Linked DNA regions of Rattus norvegicus: region 2 is linked to region 1. Evidence: chromatin contacts called from public Hi-C data. All regions are on one chromosome and are shown on one strand. Each heading gives the region's core, a stretch centred on a gene start, on an enhancer-like site or on the middle of the called end of the contact. The rest is flanking DNA. Distances are from core to core; before and after follow the strand shown.

The links. Hi-C and Micro-C count contacts between places; a contact is called where the count stands out from the background.
Region 2: a contact with region 1 is called in a Hi-C map of the A7r5 cell line, with 1.4 times the contacts expected there. The contact joins two enhancer-like sites. A contact is called at or near these places in 2 of 12 Hi-C or Micro-C datasets (the A7r5 cell line and liver).

What each region holds. Positions count from the first base shown.
Region 1 is chr9:80,958,519-80,963,774 of GRCr8, forward strand. No RefSeq gene overlaps it. Among named protein-coding and RNA genes, the nearest start is that of Fn1, 250 kb to the left of the region's middle. Within about 2 kb of position 2,458, at least 19 of the 93 cell types and tissues checked have an H3K27ac peak or open chromatin away from gene starts, as enhancers often do. A contact at or near this core is called in the A7r5 cell line, where this site is marked.
Region 2 is chr9:81,184,411-81,189,666 of GRCr8, forward strand. No RefSeq gene overlaps it. Among named protein-coding and RNA genes, the nearest start is that of Mreg, 100 kb to the right of the region's middle. Within about 2 kb of position 2,436, at least 3 of the 93 cell types and tissues checked have an H3K27ac peak or open chromatin away from gene starts, as enhancers often do. A contact at or near this core is called in the A7r5 cell line, where this site is marked.

The DNA of each region.
Region 1 (5,256 bases), core at 1,208-3,707:
GCCTTTTAAAGTTGGGGTAGGATTTCTCACAAAGGACATCTTTAAGCCAAACTTAATATTTATAACTCTGAGTGTTTCAGAAGTCAGACAGACAGACAGACAGCCAAGTGTGTGAAGAGACAGAGAGTTTCTCAGATCCTCTTACGGAGTCACGCTCATTCCCCCTTCGAAAGCGGTTGAAAGATGTTTCTCTCCAAGAATTTTCAAGATTGTCTATCTTCTGCAGGCAACTCTGTGCTCTGAAAGGAATCAAGCCTAGGCCTAAAGTGGAACTGTCTGGCTAACCAGCGTGTGTCACTTTAGCTGTTCCCGAGGACCCCTTTACTGTAACACAACATAGAAAAAAGAACTAAGCAGCTGAGACACGGAGTCACAGAGGGGCCATGGGGAGTGGCAGATGCCCTCAGTGTCTGCAAGTCTCATGCAGTCAGCAATCGCCTTCTATGAGAGTTAGCACTGACTCATGGTTCTTGAGAAGCTCATGCCGTGGAGAGCCAGTAGGTTGTCCAACCCCTCCTCTAAAGAGGTATCTGAAACCTTGCAGGGCAGTCCATCTGAGTCCCAGAATTAGTGGCAAATGGTGTAATAAGACAAAGTGACAGGGAGTCACCAGAGAGGTACCTTTTGAGAAAACACAGATCTGTCTGCTGACTAATTGTTCCTCCCTAAGCCTCAAATACCTATTTTTTTCCAGTGAAGTTAATCCTTAAAGTTAAAAGAAAAATGTTGATCCAAACAACCTTTTAAATGCCAGGCATAGAAACACAGTGAGACACAGCTTTCATTTGAAAGTCCAGCGTCCACTTCTCATTCAAAGGGCATCGTTACTCAACCGCCCATCAAGACCTGGGACAGCACAGAACAGGTCATCCTGGAAGATAGAAAAGGACAGTGCTGCATGACACAAAGATGTCAGGTTGAAAAAAAAATGTCATCAGAGAGCAGGAGATGATGTCAGCGGAAGACAGGAAGACCCAGAAAATGTGGTGGCCAAATTGCAAAGTACAGTAACAGAAGGAATACCAGCGGGGTCGCCAAAGAGAAGCCTCACTGCTCAGTTTAGCCTGCATCTCCAGGTAGCAGCTCCTAAGAGATTGCTATAGGAAGACAGAAGAGATGGGATATCAAAAGGCGTTCTACCCCTCACAGCAGTGCCCTCCAACCCTCCTGATGCTGCGACCCTTTTATAGAGCTTCTCCTGTGACCCCCGACCATAGCATCACTTTCCTTTCTACTTCCTAACTGTAATTTTGCTACTGTTGTGAGTTGTAACAAACATTTGTGCTTTTGAATGGTCTTAGGGTAACCCCTATGAAAGGCTCCCTCAACCCCCAAAGGGGTCGCGCCTCATAGGTTGAGAACCCTGCTTTACAGGAACTCGTTTGTCCCACTCTGGTCCTATGTTACCATTGTGGGGCAATGTTTCCATGTGACAGTTCCTGCAAACAGCCTTCCTTACCCTTCTTCCTGTGTTCTATGATGTCACCATTCACTGGGTCAGGAGGATCTTCTGTCTATTATCTTTACATTCTCTAACTATATTTCTTAAGATTTATGTCTTTTCATTTTATATGTATGAGTGTCTTCCTTGCTGTATGTCTGCTTACCTTGTACATCCAGTGCCGGTAAAGGCTGGAGGAAGAACTTGAATCCTCTAACCTCTGGACCTGAAGTTACAGATGGTTGTCAGCAACTATGTGGATGTCAGGAATTGAACCCCTGGTCCTCTAGAAAATTCACAAGGGCTCTTCACTGCTGAGCTACCTCTCCAGCCTCCCTTCAACTTCTTCTAAGTATTTAAACTCAATGATAAATTTTGCCAGAAAAATATCCCTGTATTGTTGCTGGCCTGCCTGCCAAGCCATGGGTCCAGGGGAACTTGGTTAAACTTTGCTTGGTCCAGATGTTTCAGAGGAAGTCGAGTATACCAGAGAGCCAACTGGTCCTTTCAGAGTCAGAGAAAGGTTTTGGTTGGTATAGAATCTTAATGATGTCATTTCACATGTAGTTACCATAGCCTGGTAAGATGGCTCAGTGGGCAAAAGTCCCTGAGTTCAACCCCCAAGTCCAGGTGGAAGGAGGAGAGAGCCAAATCCTACAAGCTTTCCCTGACCTACACATGTATGCCACGGTACAGGTGCATTTGTATATAAGTAAATAAAATGGCATCTAAATTTTTAAAAAGTAGCCACTACAACAAACTTAGTGGAAAAAGCTGAGTGCCTTTGGAAGCTCTGTTTGTTCACACTTACGCAACCTTCTTCTTCTTCTTCCTTCGGCTGCTAGGAAGAAGCTCTCATCCCTGAACCATACAAAGGATGCTGACAAAAAAAGAATCACTTTATGAACAGTTTCTTGCACCGGCATTTTGCTTCCGAGCCTCCAAAGTGACTCATCCAAGTAAGACTGGGTGCCACAGCCCTCGTCCCGGGAATGGCTGCTGAGTGAATGACTAATATTTCACACTGTAGAGAGAGCAGGAAGTTGGCTCTGCGTTTATTATTGGAACCAGACACTAAGGAGCTGTTTCTAAGAGCACTTGAAAATACTTGAGCCCCGAGGAATGTGGCTTACCTACTTTGCTTCATTCTTGCTATTAAGGTCAAAGGTGACTTTGCCTCCGAGTGGGTTTTGGGTGGGGGTGACAAAAAAAATCAAGTGGTGAGAGAGATTTGAATGTTGACATTGCATGTCACAAATGTACTAGAAGAAAGAAAGAAGACCTCAAACTGATTCTGACTTACGTGTTGCTTTCATTGCCTGGTCAGGTGAGATTCAATTGGCAGTGTCTTCTACCTGGGAATTAGGGTTCCCTTCTAACCTAAGCCAACAGTGAAACTCCATTCTTAAATGATGATACTGATGGTGGTGGTGATGGTGATGGTGGTGATAATGGTGATGGTGGTGGTGATGGTGATGGTGGTGATAATGGTGATGGTGGTGGTGATGGTGATGGTGGTGGTGATGGTGATGGTGGTGGTGATGGTGATGGTGGTGATAATGGTGATGGTGGTGGTAATGGTGATGGTGGTGGTGATGGTGGTGGTGGTGGTGGTGGTGGTGGTGGTGGTGGTGGTGGTGATGGTGGTGGTGGTGATAATGGTGATGGTGGTGGTGGTGGTGGAGGTGACGGAGGTGATCGGTAACTTTGGATGCAGAGATAGCTCAGTCTATAAAGTGTTTGAGGACCTGAGTTTGATCTCCAGCAAACACATGTGAACATAAGATGAGAAGAGAAGGCCTGTGTCTGCAATCCCAGCAGTGGGGAGTAATCGACACAGTGAATCTCCCAGACTGGATGCCCAGACAGACTGGACTATTTGTCAAATCCCAGGTCCTGGTGAGAGACACTGTCTTTAAAAAGAAGGTGAATGGTTTCTGAGGAAGAACAGATGAGGCTGACTTCTGTCCTTTACACAGACAGACAGACAGACAGACAGACAGACAGGCACAAGCTAAAATGCAATTATTATATCCTTCATTGGTTTGGGTAGGAAAACTGTTCTTAGCCTATGGATTAATATTATTTGGAGACTGTGTCAGTCTTTTTGTCAAAGGACATTTCTTCTCTTTTTTCTACCTGATTAGTGTTTCCTCACACCACACTTAACAACACAGCAAGAACTCTGTCCGTAGCCCAGTACCATCAGCTAACCTGCCACCAGGCTAGCATCAAGTAGAAGGAAGCATTGTCACAGTGAACCTCGTTCCAAGATGTCCCTTAGATGAGCTTTTGAGCCTTCTCCCCACCCCCACCCCCGCAGAGAACCACAGGTGAAAATGGATCTTTCACGTCTTCTCTCTCTCCTCTCTTTGCAGATTCACCTGTTGCTGTAAAATTATAAAAAAAAAAAAAAATCTGTCTTTTACCCTGTCCTAGGTTTGGCACCGCAGTGTCCTAAGATATCTGGTAGACGTCTTCATCTCAGTCAGCAAAGCCTCTCACCCACTTTGCTCCACCCCATATCACACTGCCGATGGCTTCTCTCTGACCCTGGCAACAATTTCTCTACCCATCTAGTTCCCAAGGCAGGCTGCCACCATGTCAGACACACACATCCCAATTCTGTGGCAGCCCAGTGTCTCCAGCCACCACACACTCTCTTGAAATCAATTAAATCGCCACATGAAAGAACACACAACACAATAACCTCTGATCCAATGATAATATATAATTGCCCACCTAGACATACAAAGCCCTGTACACATCCATCCCTTTAGAACATTCATAACAACCTGTAAATGTGCAGAGGGGAGTCTTAACATCCATCTCCATGTTCTCTCCGCTGCTCCTCTCTCCTCCCTCTCTCCAGCCTCCTCTCTAAAACTTTTCTCCCGCCCATCCTTCCCTCTCGTCCAATGACAGGCCTCATTCCACCTGGTACCTGCCTTCACCTCATAATGACATCATCCTACAGTCACCGTACACAGTAAAACCGTGAAAACCACGTGGTCTTCAGGTCAGACCAGCAGACACTCGCAGGCCTTGTCAGATTGCTTTTTCCCATTAACAGTTTTACAAATAACAGCTGAAGGTTATGATTGCTCCATAGAGGTGAACTTAACGTTTATAAACGGTAAAACTCCCTGTCCTCACAAACAGAGACGTAGACTTTGATCTCTCAGTTTATAAGCCAGTACCATGGAGCAGCGACCCTTCCTGTCTCTGCACGTCAGTTCACACACAATTCACTGGGACAAAGGGTAAAGCTGGCCCTTTCCGCCTGTTTGGAATTTGGAATAAAAGCAGAACCAATTTAGCAAAAAAAGTTGGCATTTTTAATTCCCCATTCTCACGCTCAAAGATGCTGAATTATTTAAGGTATCTTTCCACATCTCCCCACCAATAAAATATCAGTTCACCAAGATGTTGTCTAAATCAGCTCCTCGGTGTATTTCCCTTTCCTTCTTTCTCCTACCACGCATGACTCTTATTCTCCTCCATCATAAAAGGTACCTCAAACATCCTCCGAGTTGACTTTTCCCTCCTCCCTTCCCTTTGGAACTCCGGAAATGGGTAGACGCAATCTGACACATGGCTGTTCACCAGGAAGACACTGCCCGGTGCCTTTTTCCTTATAGAGATCTGTCTGCATGCCGACAGAAATTCTCATTGTCTGAAACCAGTGCTTTGGACATTGCATTTAAAAGAAAAGGAAAGGCATCCTGAAGGATAAATATTCTAAGGATTTTCTGACAGCCTGAAAGGCTGATAAAGGAAATATGACGAGGTTGGAAAGTCCTGACAGGGTGGAC
Region 2 (5,256 bases), core at 1,186-3,685, 230 kb after region 1:
GCCAGAACTGTGTATCCCAACGGGGCTCCACACCTGGGACCCTCTTATTCTCGCTTCTTTGGGGCAAGTGTCTGTTCCAGTGCACAGTGTCTTCTGCATGTCTGCCCTCGGAGAAATCAAGGCTACTCCCTAGTCATTTCAAATGGTTTGTTGTTTGCACGATTTCCAGACCCCCACTGAATAAGCCGGTTTCAACCCTCAAACCCAGTTCCAGCTGGTTACTGCAGGCAGATTTATGAGAAGTCTTGTCTGGAGACAAGAGGAAAATATTGGGTAATTGGGGCAGGCTCTTCCAAGAGGCTGTCTGTGGTATGTAACTAGACTTCCACTCTGAGGCAAGACACAGACTGGGTCATGTTACCTAGACTTGCTAGAACCACACTGGGCTCCATTCACAAAAACCACACCCCATGGCCCAGGGTAGGGAGTGGCTCAAGGCCACAGGCACCTTTTCCCAAATGTAGCAACCTGGTGTGAAACCTGAAAGAGTCTACTTTTCCCGTGGTCAGTGCTTGTGACTAAAAATGAAGCAAAGCTAGAATTGTATGACTCCCAGAGTTGGAAGATGACAGAGGGTGTATATCCAGAGAGTAATCTCAAATGACACTTGAGAGTCCCAGGGTTCAGAGCCAGCATCTCAGGAGACAAGGGGTAAAACAGTGGGACTCTAGGATACCCATTCTGGCTTCAAGAGTAATTTCCCATTGCCTATTTTGTAATTTGCTTCTTCCTGTGAGTGCCAGACAACCTTATGGTCGGATCGCAATATGGAATCCACATCCAAAGGAACAGCTGTCCATCAAAAACTACATAAGTACATTACTACAAAAGTAATTCAAATCTATACCCAAGCTCTAAAGAAAAAGCCCAAGGGGCAGAGTGCATATTTAATGCACACCAAGTTATCTTTTAAAAATCCATTACTTCTGATTTCTGCCATTCTCAATATTCTTCACACAAACGACAGCTGCTTCCTGAGCACTTGCTATCCCCCCTGCCCTCACAGATAGACCAAAACCTTTCCATGACATCCAGTCTGTACGGTTCATCCACCCCCTCAGCCCCTGTTCTGCCCCAGTTCCCCACTGTATAGCTCAAATTAGTCTGGCTTCTGAGGCTATTGAAAGTCCTTCTTCCCGATATTCCCCCCACACACACTCCCAACTCCCACCCCCGCCTTGGTTTGTTTGCTGTATACAGGAAAGTCCACACTCCAATGAACCAAATATGAATCTCCGGCAGACAGGAAAGGCAGAAAACTGTGAATTCTAAAGCACTTGGTCATTCTTCCCTACTGCGTTAAGATCCTATAGAAAAAACATCATTTTCTGAAGGTGGCCCTAACCTAACAGTACCAGATTTCATTGTTCTCCTTGAGACAAAAATCCTCTTGCTTATTCCCATCATCCAGTAGAAATGGCTAAACATCTGAAATTCCCACATTTTGTTCCTGTGGCTTGGCTAAATAAAAATATATTCTTTGAAGCAGATAAATATCTCCATCACTAATCGGTGTTACTGTTAGTGTTCTGTGAATTTATTTATTAGCTAACCAGGGAACCAGTGAATCTTAGGAATATTGGAGTTGAGAGTAAAGGGGAAAAGATTCCCAAGTTTGAGGTGATCAGGAAGAAGACCCAGAGAACATAGCCAACAAAATAAAGGGCTAGTGTATGGGGAAGAGGTAGATTCTAAAACACCCAGTGTTAGGACCCTTGCCCTGGCCCCAGCCATCTTGAACTTGAACCACATGACCATCCCAGAAGCCCCAAGCTGTCACTGTCCATCTACTGTGATCCAGGCATATTTTTTGGAGTTGTGTGGCTTCTCCTGAAGTCCTCAGTAAATGCAAACTCAGTTTCCCTCCCTCTTCTCCAGCCAATCCCACCTGGGACTCAAGAGCTGGTTCTAAATACTCCCCACGCCCAGCCTATACTGTCATCTTGCTCTGTCTCCTATCCCAAATTTCACCCGAACCATTATTTCTACTACAACCAGAGCCTGTTTGTGACCAAACCCCAGCTGTCTCTATGACCTAGAAAACTCTTGCTTCTCCAAAGTCCTTCCCCTCAGTCTCTCCCAGTTATCTCTAATTGTTCACCATGAGTTGCACCAGCATCTCCAGCCACTGAAGACTTCCATCACTTAGGAGTTGCAACGGTTGCTGCCTCACATCACATGACGTACTGCCAAGTCATGTCATTGTCAGATTTCTCGACATGCTGTCAAATGGGTGATGCAGAGAGAGAGTAGATGAATGAGTGCTTTAACATCTGGCAGAGGAATTTGTGAGATCTGGCCACCTGGCAGCTCCCCATAGTGATATATGTTCATAATAACAACAGCAGTCAAAACAGGAAATACATGGAGAGGTTACTGTCCGTTAGTCATCTGTCTTGAAGCCCTGTCTGATCTCAGCAACAGTGGCACTCGTTGTTTGTAAGGCCCCAAGAATTTGCACACTGAGCTGAAGGACCCATGAGCTAAAATATCTAGGGCAAATTCCTCCAGGAAGCTGTGCCCTGGTGAACCGTTTAGGAGGCAATGTGCCCAAGGTTGAATACAGCTCTATCATTTGTCATCCGCGTGACCATGAGTTACAGAAGGTTTTCATCACCCTGCCTCAGGTAAAAGCAATATCCAATACTCATCATTGCTCTCTTGGGCTCAAATCAATAGGCAAACTCACAAGACAGCAACAGACTCCACCTTTGGCATTAGTTTATTTGGAAGTTTATCAGATATTCTCCCACATAGGAGTCCTTGCCATGGTCAACACAGTAAGATTCAAGAGTTAAAATTTATACCAACCAGGAATTCCTGTGGCTTAATAACCCTCGTGCCTTCTACTCTCCACAAAGATCTAGTGCCAGTCCTTGCAACTAATCTGTAAGCACAGGTCCCCCCACAATAAGGGCATTGCCAGTTCCAAGAGTTAAATAAAGCCCAAAACTGTAGCTTCCTAACACAGATTTGTGTGCTCCTGGTATAGAAACAATTTGCAATCAAGTGTCAGCCTCACCATAAGCAATGTTGCCTAGCACCGGGGTTGACAATATCATCATGACTGACTTCCATAGTAACAGTTAAGCAGTTTTCAGAGGTCAAATTGCATGTGTCAGGGGAATTTGATTAGTTTAGCTCTTTTACCTACGAGATAATAATGGAAACTATCTCACACTGTTATCCCAAGGTGATGAATTCATTTATGTCCAGATTTTAAAACACATAGAGTATAGTTGTTTCAGCTACTTCTAAATATTTCATCAAATTGACTTCTGCTTGGGTTGACCAGAATCCCTTTCTACTGGTACTTTACAGACGCTTAGTGACCCCAGAGTAGCTAACAGAGGAACTATCTGAGACAGGCAGTGTGAGTCAAACCAGTTCTTATTCCTTAGTCTCACCTGTCTACAGTGGACACATGAGAGCTTGAAGCTTCCTATTCACCCAAAGCAACAGAGGCCTGGGGCTCATGTGGCTTCTAGCCCAGGGCCAACGACATCCATGTTATAAAGGAAGAAGCAGTGTTACTCCATTAACCTTTTTCTGTGATTCTCAATCTCTTTGCTAAGTAATCTCTTCAGGACCAGATGTACATTTCTGTGGAGTGGAGTGGCAGAACAGAGAAGATGTGAGAAGAGCTCACCAGGGACCAGGGAGCTTGAACCCAGATCAACAAGACCAGAATTCTATCCTCATGGGATTTTTTTTTCTCCCAGAACAAAGACTACAATCCAGCGAGGAGGAGAATACAATGAAACATCCTAGAAGAAGTCCTCCAAATGGCATACTCATTTCCTCCTGCCATCTGACAGATAGGAATGACCCTATCAGCAGATCTTGTTCCTCTCGGTCTCAATGAGGTAACCGTCCGGTGTGGAAACACGATGACTCACTTCGCAGCCTTCCTCCCTCCTGTCTCCTTTTTATGGCCACGGTGTCTGGTTTTTGCAATTGATCAGTCCCCACCTTGTTCCAGATTCCCCGAATCCCTTCCCTCCAACACCCTGGGTCAAAGCTGGTTTCTGACTAAAATAAGCAGAGCGAGAAACCAAGGCGACTTTCTGGTCCTGGCGTTGGGGGAGTTGACTGGGCCTGTTCATCTTGTTAAAGGGAGCGTTTATACCTACACTATTGACTTAAAGAACTAAAAAGACAGTTTTTTTTATTTAAAAATTGGAGGTTAGATGGAGACAAGAAGTGTCTGTGTACAAGCTGAAGATCTCCCACTCTTTCCCCTTCAGAAGGGTTGGCATAGAACAGTCTACAGCCATTCCCTCTACACTTGACTTCCACCATCTTACCTATCTTACTGCAAAATCATTCTCATTTTTTCATAAATGTTTAATTTACCCTTCCTGAATTCAGTATACCCACAAAATAACAGGATGAATAGACTAGTTTTATTTTTTTTCCTTAACAAACTTACAGACTTCTTACACTGTACCAGGCCCAACGCTGAGTATTTTGCAAATGCTACTACCTCACTGAATCTCCACAACTGGCCTAATGAGGAAAGATTCCTGTCATCCCATCACAGATTAGGAAACTGGAGACTAGGGAGGAAATGATCACATAGTAAGTGGTATACTGAGAGCTGGAATCTAAGTAAGACAACGCTACTAGTTGAGTTTAATCTGAGCAAGCTTGTCAGTCATTGTGCCATAAGACCTATCCCCTTGTCTTTTAAGTTAGACTAAGACAAAGCCAAGACTGCTGCATCTTCTTGTATTGATCATTATGTAAGATCACCTCATTCCCCACTGGCTACATTCTAACAGAGTAGAAAGAGCTCCCATCTCATAAGACTTCACTTCAATTTCTCTTCTACTTTTTAACCACTTTGTGGCTTTGGGCATACTTGTTGATTGCCCTGTGGTACCTCAGTTTCCCCACATATTCACTCTAGACAATGATCCCTTCTCCTTCCGCAGGTTATCAGAGAGGCTGGATATCATAGCGCTATGAGTACTTTGGGAATTGTTACTGCCATGAGTGAACGTTGTCCCTCTGATGATGAATACGTTCTATAATTAAGGAAGCAGTGCCCCCACTCCCTCATGACAGACAGCCCTTACCAGTTGGAAAAATCTCTCAAATAAAAGAAATAAGTCCTTATGTTCCTTTGTGCTAGAGGCTGTTGCTGCTGCCAGGAATCCAAAATAAATCACTTCATGAGGTAAGGTCTGTTTATATTATTCCACTACCTGATGACTTCCTGTGTATGACATTCAAATGTGAGCATCTCAGCCA